2 separate regions of the Mus musculus genome follow, and region 1 is linked to region 2. Evidence: chromatin contacts called from public HiChIP or PLAC-seq data. All regions are on one chromosome and are shown on one strand. Each heading gives the region's core, a stretch centred on a gene start, on an enhancer-like site or on the middle of the called end of the contact. The rest is flanking DNA. Distances are from core to core; before and after follow the strand shown. Region 1 overlaps Ube2l6 (ubiquitin-conjugating enzyme E2L 6). Region 2 has its middle 71 kb from the start of Gm13710.

Region 1 (5,021 bases), core at 2,304-4,803, 230 kb before region 2:
GTCAATGAATCCTCATAGGTGGAGATCGGTAGGGTCTTCCCAGGTCCCTACAGGAGGACTGTGACAGGGTAGGTATTATGTGACACTCCTGGTCTAGCTAAGCTTAGAGGCAACAAAAGAATAGGCAGCTCTGCCCCCTGACGGACATCCCTAACCTAGAGAGTACAAACCTGGTTTCAAGTGAGGCAGAGGCACAGAAGAGCAGAGGATGGCCGCAGGCTTTGGGAGGCGCCAGGCCATGGAATGGGATTGAGGCTACGAAGAGTTATAGGAACAGAGAGTGGAGAATTAGAGTTGAGGTGCCAAGGTTCGAATCCTCACTCCTCTTTCTCAGCTCCATGGCCTCCCTGGAAGTGTCTCACAGGATCTGAAAGGTGGCCTCTGCCACAGCTATCACCCTGATCCCCTGATCTGGAACTCTCCTCTAGTTCTCAAAAATCCTTCCATGGAGGGAAAGAGTAGCCAGTCCAAAGCCCCAGCGGGCTTCATCAGTTACTCTTGAGGGAGCCCTGCTCTGTTCCGGGCTCCAGAGACATAAAAGGTTTGCTTTCCCAGTGTTAGGGGGACAGCACTAGCCCACAGCCATGGACTGAGGTGTGGATGCGGTGAGTTTGTCCCATTCTTCAAAACTCTCCGATCTGTGCCCCTCCCCCAGCTCCCATGCCAGTGGCTTGGATTTCAGCCCAGCTGTGGCAGCCCCAAGAGAAGATTTCCACTGGGGCCTTCTTGCTCCCATTGCTAGCACCCATGGTTGACTGGCCTCGGCAGCCCAGGCTGTGGAGACCTAGCATCCTCCGAGCCAAGCTGCCAAAGGCATTGGGCAGGCCTGGGTCAGAGCCCCAACTGTTACATTCTTTCACCTTGGGCAAAGCACCTAACCCTCTCAGCTCAGTTCCTCCTCTGCTTGTTAGTGATAAAGAGGAGTAACCGAGACCGTCATGCAGAACTAGCTGATAAGACACCTGGCACAGGGACAGGAGGCCCGAGCAGTGATTAGCCCAGCTTATCGGCCTCGGCAGAGCCCAGGGGTATCAAGTAGCCTCAAAGTACAGCTGATAGATTAGAAAATGAGGACTTGCTGGGTTCCCTGCAGTCCAGAAACACACCAAGCAGTCCTGCTTTGGGGCCTTTGCAAATCCTGTTTCTCCACCCGGCTTCCTTATTTACTCTTGAAACCCTCCGCAAGGACCCTATTAAAATTATCAGAAGCCCTCTCTAGCATTGAGTGGCCCTTTTCCACTATTCTTTTCTCCATAAGATCTCTCACCAATCTGATACACCCTCTGCTTCATGTATTTGATTACTGTTGGTAATCAAACAGGGTTTTGGCTATTCACTGCTAACAAGTAGAAGAGTGCCTGACACATAGTAGGTGCTTAATAAATAGATGATCTAATTGAATGAAACTGTTAGGGTTGCTGGACCCATTCATCTCCTTGGCTTCCTCTTCACCTTTGACCCTATGCTCCTCATTCCACCCTCCCCTCAGGAAACTAGCCGACTGTGCCCAGCTGCTGGAGGTGGATGACATGGTGCGGCTGGCAGTGCCCGATTCCAAGTGTGTCTACACCTACATCCAGGAGCTATACCGTAGCCTTGTGCAGAAAGGGCTGGTGAAGACGAAAAAGAAATGAATGGCAAAGCCATGCGGGAGGAGGAAGCGGAGCCCAGCTGCCAACCGTGGCCTCGGGGTGCTTTCGCACCACCAGACATAAAGCAGGTGACACCAGTATCAACCGCACCGAAAGTGCTTTTTCAAAATTCCTCTCATTCCTTGCTGCTCCCCGCACCCCAACCAGCCACACGTATGTTACAGGCGGTGGGCCAAAAATAAAAAGAAACCTGCATTTGGAGCCATGTGTGGCAGTTTGCCAGGTCTCTTTTGCTCTCTCCACTTCCTCCCACTGAGCGGGGAGTTGAGGAACGCCGACTTCTAGACAGGAAGTAGACAATCTCTCGAAATCTCACACAACTGTGCTTCTGGAGCCGGTCGGTGGGTGGCGCTCGAGAGACAGCCACTATTCTAAGTAACTGGTTTCCAACAAAATTGACCACTCCTACTCTGAAGTTTTGCCTTGTGTCCACTTGTTTCCACTGTATGGAAGCTCAGTCGGTGATAGTGGACTCGTCTGGCGTATATGAAGCTGTGGACTCATTGTCTAGCACCGGGGAAGGGAAATCAGACATGCTGCCAAGGATATAGAAAGAAATGCGGTCTCTGCTGATTGTCAGAAGGACGTACACAATCCACTAATGAGCTGTTGCCTTGCACAAAACAATGGTGTTCCCCCTGTAGACCTCTGGAAGGCCCACCTAAGGATGGCCTAATCAGGGCCAGCATTTCTTATACCGTATGGGGGAATAGCCACTAGATGCCGAGTCACACTCTTTGTTAGTCCCTAGCCAGCCTGCTTTCTGATGAAACACTTCATTCATGGGGCTCACAGGGTAAAAGGTGCAGGCCACCAAGCCACACAGGCAACCTTAGCCGAATCCTCAGAACCTTCCTAGTGGAAGGAGAAATTTATGTCTCCAAAAAACTGTTCTTTTACCTCTACTCCCAAGCCATGCTATGTTCGAACACTTCTACACAAACACACAAAATTATTTTTAATGTAACAAAAACTTTAAAAACAAACCCCCAAACCACCCCATCCTCTCATGGAAAACTTAGCTGAACTCTGGAATCTGTCTGTGAAGTTAATGGCAGACAAGCAGACACATTTTGTGGAGCACCCCTGGACAGGGGTTGGGGATACACAAATCCCAGCTTCAGGCCTGCCCCCCCCCCCCCGAAATGTAGCCAGTCAGGGAGCAAACAATTCAGAAACATGAAGTCCGACTTCTGGGTGGAGGTTAGACTCTTTATCTTGAGATTCATCAGTGGAAAATAAGATGTTTAACACTTAAATCTGGACATGCCTATGACAAGCGCCGTTGATCTTGAAAGACCCACAACGTGAGGACTCCCCCACGTTCTGACTCAGGAGGGGCGACACCCCAAAATCACCCACGAGAAACGGTCTTGCTGCAAATTGCAAGAGGATTTTTATTCAAGAGCGCTCTCGGGCCCACGGTCATACACCACGCAGGGGTAGAGGACCGTGGCGCCCCGAGTAGCTGAGTAAGGGGGTATTTAAAGGAAAAAAAACACAACTCAAGGAGGTGGGAAGGGCGTTGTTGGAAAATACCAAAAATACCAGATAAGAGTCACAAGGAAGTACAAAGTCACAGGTGTCACAAGGAATACCTGGTAATTGTTAACTCTCAAGACAGTTTCTAAGAGCCTCTAACAATAGCACATTTGCATTGCAGTATTCATTCAAAGAAAGTCAAGGTGACTTTCTTTGAATGAATACTCCTTGAACTCAGGAAGTGGGTGGGTGGAGGAATGTCACTATCTGTTTTATGATTAGCATACCTTGGAGCACTGAGTTTACTACTCTTTCAATCTCAATCACTCAACAGTAAATTTGGTACCTTCTGTAGGCTCTGCCTTCTGAGCAGAGTCCTGCCTTTCTCACCCCTTGGTGCCTGGGCCCTGGGGCATTCAATTTTCTGCCAATTGGCCTGAAAGGTGGCCTAAGACAGAGAGAGCTGGAAAGCAGGCCTGAAACTGTGTGTACCTAACTCCCACTGGCTCTGAAGCCAAGGAGGATGTGGGGATGGTACATCTACAGCCAGACAGCTCAGGGAAGGAGCACACATCACACAGGCCCCCCCACCTCCATCACATACATACACACCAGGTACAAGATTCATAATTAGCAACTACAAAGGAAAACTTAGGCACAGGGTGAGCTTCCCAAGGCCTCGGGCACCAGTCGGTGATATCCATCTGCTAAGCAGACGATCCAGGCTTCAGAACAGAATTAAGAGGGCCGGTCCACTCCGAATTTAAGGGTGAACTCTTCTGCCTTCTTCCTGAACATCTCCGGGTTCTGAGTCAGGAGGTCAGCAAGTTCCAGACGCACAGGCTCTTCCAGATTCGGTTTACTCACCAGCACATTGAGGGCCTCCAAGACTGGGGGAGAGGACAGAGAAGGGCATCAGGACCAAGGAGAACCATGGGAGGAGGTAAGGTCTACTCATCTCCAGATTCTCCTGAAGCCCCACAATCATCCTCAGAGTACCACAAGAGCATACCATCACTTAGGATGGCTCCACAGCCAAAGCAGGTGTCCCTCTCATTCTTGACGGGTGAGGTTGAAACCCTGACTCATCCTCTCCTTTTATACAGGGTCTTACTATGAAACCCAGGCTGCACTTGAAGCCAAGTTCCTCTGCCTCCCATGTGCTAGGATTACCAACGCGTGCCACCATACCTGTCCCATGGTGTTCAAACGACTATTTGCCGTGCTTCAAAGAAGCTCCCCGTGAGATGAACGGGATTCGTGATCCTCATTTTTACGCTTTCTTTTTTACTTATTCTTCCCTCATACAATACATCCAGACTGCAGCCTCCCATTTGTCCCGTCCACCCAGCCCCCCTACACGCCTTCCCTCTCTCCCAGATCCACTGCTCCTCAGTTTTCCTTCAGAAAAGAGCAGGCCTCCCCATGATAGCAACCAAACATGGCCTAACAAGATGTAACACAAATCCTCATAGCAAGGTTGGACGAAGCAACCTAGTAGGAGGAAAAGGATCCCATGAGCGGGCAAAAGAGTCAGAGACTCCCCCACTCCCATTGTTAGGGGTCCCATAAAAACCCCTTGCTAAACAACCACAGCACATGTTTGCAAAGGGCTTGGTGCAGACCCATGCAGGGATTGCAGCAGCATCCTTTTACACGATCAAGAGGCTTGCTACATGTCCTAGGGTTTCCGTGACTGTGATGAAAGACCATGGCCAAAATCAACCTGTTGAGGAAAGGGCTTATTTAGCTAACAACTCTCAGGTCACACTCCATCATTGAGGGAAGTCAGGACAGGAACTGAAGCAGAGTCCACAAGGGAGCACTGCCTCCTGGCTTGTTGTTGGCACCGCCCACAGTGGGCAGACCTTCTCACAGTAATCTTTA
Region 2 (4,990 bases), core at 11-2,510:
CCCCCAAGAATCATTGTGTATTTTGTTTGTTTGAGACAGGGTCTTATTATGTTGCCCAGGTTGGTCTCAAATTTTTGATTCTTTGCCTCAGCCGCCTAAGTGCTGGGACTAAAGGATGCATTCCACTGTCTGGCTTTTAGTACTTCCCCCCCCCCCCCGCCCCCGACTTACTCCACTGGTGCTCTCTCTCTTTCCATCCTGCCCCACCGTGTGTGTGTGTGTGTGTGTGTGTGTGTGTGTGTGTGTGTGTGTGTGTGTGAATGCAGAAGTCTGGGGAGGATGTTGGGTATCCTGCTTTACTAAATGCTCTCTGCCTTATTCCTTTGAGATGGGGTCTTTTACTCTCCTAGTTTGGGTTACTTTTGAAATGATGAAGCACTATGACCAAAAACAAGTTAGGGAGGAAAGGGTTTATTTGACTTACACTTCTACATTGTAGTCCATACCTAGAAGAAGTCAGGACCAGAACTCAAACAAGGCTTGAACCTGGAGGCAGGAGCTGATGCAGTGGCCATGGAGGGGTGTTGCTTACTGGCTTGTTTTCCATGGTTAATTTCATGGTTAATTTCAGTCTAATTTCTTATCGAACCCAGGACCACCTGGCACTATCACAGTGGGCTGGGCCCTTCCCCGTCAATCACAGATTAAGAAAATGTCCTACAGGGGCTGGAGAAATAGCTCTCAATGGTTAGGAACACTGCCTGTTTCTCTAGAGGACCCAGGTTCAATTCTCAGCACCTACATGGGCAGTTTACAACTTGTGTATCGCAAGTACTCTTACCTACTGAGCCATCTCTCTGTCCCTTCATTGGTCTCTTACTACTCTTTATAGATGGCCAGTGACAATTGGTAGATTGGCCAGTGACAGACAAAGCTAAGTGTTAACTAAATTTCATTTTTCCCTTTTCTCTGGGTAAAAGGGAAGCTGATATCTTCTAGTCACTTTTATTGTAATGTCAAAGCTGCAAGCCTGGCTTTTGGCCAGATATGGGATAAAGTGATATGAGCCAGTTTAGGATAGATTTTTCATGGTCTTGGCTATTTCCCTTACCAATGTGACCTTGGAAGGCACAGGCAGGGAGGTACTATTTGCAAGAGAAAAGGGGCCAGATACCACCATTAGAATATTGTTCCCCTGGGGAGATATCTGAAATGTCTCAAATTACCTCCTGAGGTGCTTTGAATGAGAATAGCTCATACATTTGAATGCCTGAGCTCTAATTGGTGGAACTGTTTGAGAAGGGTTAGGGCGTGTGTCATTGGGGACACTTTAGTAGACACCATTGGTGGGAACCTTGAGATCAGGGCAGTCAGTCATGGAAAGGGATGATGGGACTCACAGGGCGCTGCCCTTTATTTCTGATCTGATGGATTCTGGGACAGAAATCACTGTATTAAATTTTGCACACTCTGTTGAGCCCACCAGACTCAAACAGATAACTCCAAACCCATGGTCACACAGTTTAATCTCAGTGGGTCACAAATAAAACAAATAGGCGTGAACATGAGCGATCTGTGAGGAGAAGGGTGACAGGGAGAAAGTAATGGGCAAGAGAGGGTGTGAGTGGTGTAGGTTAAGATTTCTCCATATCTACTCTATTGAGGGTTCTTAAATTCTTTAACCTCCCTTCTAGCTCACCAACCACGGGAAGTAGTAGAAAGGAAAGGCTAATAGGGCAAAGGGGGATGTGGGCGTGGTTAGCAATAGTTCTTTAGGGCGATTCCAGTCTGTGTTGTCAGGGCATCAGCAGTTCAGTCCACACAAATCAGCAGCCGCAGCTCGATCCACTTCAAACCACCGTGAATCGGCAACGGCAGTTCAATCCAGAAGAAGTCGCCGAGGCTCTGCCAATAGGCTGGAGTCTGAAGAAGTAGCAAGGAGCTGCCAGAATATCACGAGAAGTTCTTTGGTGCACTTCTCTCTATAAAGTCACAGCAAACAGGGATCAGCGAAGAAAGTGAGCTGAACCAATGCCCGCAACATCATCTGTGAATCAGCAAAGTCCATCAGAGATCGGCATAGAGTGGCAAGGCAAACCAATGTCTAAACATCATGGGTTCAGTCCCAGCACCCACAGGCAGCTAGCTCACAACCATTTGTAACTCTAGTTTCAGGGGATCTGATAACTTCTGACCTCCATAGGTATATATACATACCTACATACATACACGTAGTCTGGAACATATACATACACATAAAAATTAAAATGTAGGGTCATGACTTAATGGCAGAGTGCTTTCCTAACATTCACAAGGCCCTGGATTTGATCCTCAGCAGATCTTAAAAGGGAGAAATGTGCCTACAAAGGTCATGGGAAGGATTTTTATAATTATGTATTATATTTATTTCTCTATTTTGAGTGGGAGTGGGTGTATGTGTGTAGATCAGAGGAGGACTTTTGGAAGTCATTGCATTTTGGTAATTAGGCTTGATAGCAGTTGCCTTTACCTATTGAGTCATCTCGTTGGTCCTAATTATTCTTTTTTTTTTTTTTACAAGAAGTATCAAAATTAATTTTGATGCTAATTTTTAAACTTTTGGAATTTTTTTGAGAAAAAAAAATCCTTTTATTGTACTACCTGTTTAATAGAACTATTACTTTTTGTGTTTTGTGATTTCTTTCTTTTTTCTTTTTCCCTTTTGGAGACAGGCAGGCTGACTTTGAGTTTGCTATGCTCTGGTCCTCCTGCCTTCACTTTCCAGGTAAGGGGAGCTTGGGAAGGCCACACCACCACAGGGCTCTTCACTTTCCTGAGTGCTTGACTTGCAATCCGGATGTGTCTTTCCATGTTCTAACACAGCCTTCCGAAACATACTTTGAATGGCTGCATCACAGTTCCTTTAGGGGGATAAATACTTTACCTCCCTAGTCATTTATCTCACTTGAAACTCCCTGTCTTAGTCAGGGTTTCTATTCCTGGACAAAACATCATGACCAAGAAGCAAGTTGGGAAGGAAAGGGTTTATTCAGCTTACACTTCCACACTGCTGTTCATCACCAAAGGAAGTCAGGACTGGGACAAGCAGGTCAGGAAGAAGGAGCTGATTCAGAGGCCACGGAGGGATGTTCCCGGAGGGATGTTCCTTACTGGCTTGCTTCCCCTGGCTTGCTCAGCCTGCTCTCTCTCTCTTTTTTTTTTTAAAGATTTTATTTATTTATTATACATAAGTACACTGTAGCTGCCTTCAGATCTCATTATGGGTGGTTGTGAGCCACCATGTGGTTGCTGGGATTTGAACTCAGGACCTCCAGAAGAGCAGTCAGTGCTCTTAACTGCTGAGCCATCTCACCAGCCCCCAGCCTGCTCTCTTATAGAACCAAGACTACCAGCCCAGAGATGGTCCCACCCACAAGGGGCCTTTCCCCCTTGATCACTAATTGAGAAAATGCCTTACAGCTGGATCTCATGGAGGCATTTCCTCAACTGAAGCTCCTTTCTCTGTGGTAACTCTGGCTGTGTCAAGTTGACACAAAACTAGCCAGTACAATTGACCCCTTGTCAACTTGACACACAAACACATCACTGGTAAGCCTCAACCTTTAGTTTCTTATTCATCCCCAAGATCTAAATAACTTTAAAACTCCCACAGTCTTTACAAATTCTCTTTACAATTAAAAGTCTCTTAACTGTGGGCTTCACTAAAAAACTTCCTTCAAGAGGGAAAAATATCAGGGCACAGTCACAATCAAAAGCTAAGAAAGTAAGGGAAGAAAATGCCTTACAGTTGGATCTCATGGAGGCATTTCCTCAACTGAAGCTCCTTTCTCTGTGATAACTCCAGCCTGTGTCAAGTTGACACAAAACTAGCCAGTACAATTGATCCCTTGTCAACTTGACACACAAACACATCACTAATAAGCCTCAACCCTTACTTTCTTATTCATCCCCAAGATCTAAATAACTTTAAATGTTCCATAATCTTTACATATTAAAAGTTCAATCCGAACTGAGGCTTACAGTGGGCAGATCAGGGATGTGACAAGACCCACTCTTGGGTGACCCTGCAGGAATGTGATGGAGCTCCCGAGGACTCACTGGCCCAGCTGCTTCATGTGCTGCAAGACCTTCGAGAAGCCCACATCTCCAGCCTGGCCAGCCCAGCAGCCAGAGAGCCCCATCACCCTCTAGAGCTACAGACATGAGGTGTCCGTGAGGTGTCCATCGAGCCCCTGTCAGGTGTTTGCAGATCCTTGACATGTTTAGGATCCTTGTCCCAGTCAACTGTTCTGAGGAGGGCTGTGACCCAGCATGGTCTTCTCCATGTCTGCGAGGGACAACCATGACACCTGCTTCTTTGGGAGACCCAACTGCTCCTGTAGTCCCCATGGCCCAGATTCTTCACCCAGGAGACCAGGCTGTCCACCTCACATTGCTTTGCCACTGTCTGGCCTCCTAGGTCGGATGCCACAGTGGTTTGCTGTCATAAATAAATGCTCTGTAACTGCCGCAAAAAAAAAAAAAAAAAAAAAAAAAAAAGTTCAATCCTTTAAAAATATCCAGTATCTTTTAAAATTCCAAGTCTCTTAACTGCGGGCTTCACTAAAAAACTTCCTTTAAGAGGGAAAAATATCAGACCACAGTCACAATCAAAAGCAAAAATTAAACTCCAACTGTCCAATGACTAGGATCTAACTCACGATCTTCTGGGCTCCTCCAAGGGCTTGGGTCACTCCTCCAGCCCTGTCCTTTGTAGCACACAGCTTGTCTTCCAGATGCCTTTACTCCACTGCTGCCGCTGTTCTTGGTGGTCATCTCATGGTACTGGCATCTCCAAAACACTGCATGACCCCTTCAGTTCTGGGCCATCAATTGCAACTGAGGCTGCACCTTCACCAATGGCCTTCACAGTGCCAAGCCTCAGCTGCTCTTCATGACCCCTTCATGCCTTCAAAACCAGTACCACCTGGGTGACTCTTACTCATTACTAAGTCCAGCCACAGCCCAAGGTACAACCTTGCTATCTCTGGAACACAGCCTCTGTGTTCTC

The links. HiChIP or PLAC-seq counts read pairs in DNA pulled down with a chosen protein or histone mark.
Region 1: an H3K27ac HiChIP or PLAC-seq map of embryonic stem cells shows a contact between it and region 2, with 9 read pairs. The contact joins two enhancer-like sites. A contact is called at or near these places in 2 of 39 promoter capture datasets (cranial neural crest and erythroid cells), 1 of 484 Hi-C or Micro-C datasets (embryonic stem cells), 2 of 115 datasets of contacts at active chromatin or transcription factors (both in embryonic stem cells) and 1 of 9 other capture datasets (adipose tissue).

What each region holds. Positions count from the first base shown.
Region 1 is chr2:84,808,008-84,813,028 of GRCm38.p6, reverse strand. It overlaps Ube2l6 (ubiquitin-conjugating enzyme E2L 6), which reads right to left. Exons shown (of 4, transcript NM_019949.2): 4 at 3,026-4,024. The coding sequence ends at 3,873. It overlaps Smtnl1 (smoothelin-like 1), which reads left to right. Exons shown (of 8, transcript NM_024230.2): 8 at 1,490-1,853. The coding sequence ends at 1,634. Among named protein-coding and RNA genes, the nearest start is that of Ube2l6, 12 kb to the right of the region's middle. Within about 2 kb of position 3,553, at least 19 of the 459 cell types and tissues checked have an H3K27ac peak or open chromatin away from gene starts, as enhancers often do. A contact at or near this core is called in embryonic stem cells, where this site is marked.
Region 2 is chr2:84,575,706-84,580,695 of GRCm38.p6, reverse strand. No RefSeq gene overlaps it. Among named protein-coding and RNA genes, the nearest start is that of Gm13710, 71 kb to the right of the region's middle. Within about 2 kb of position 1,260, at least 5 of the 459 cell types and tissues checked have an H3K27ac peak or open chromatin away from gene starts, as enhancers often do. A contact at or near this core is called in embryonic stem cells, where this site is marked.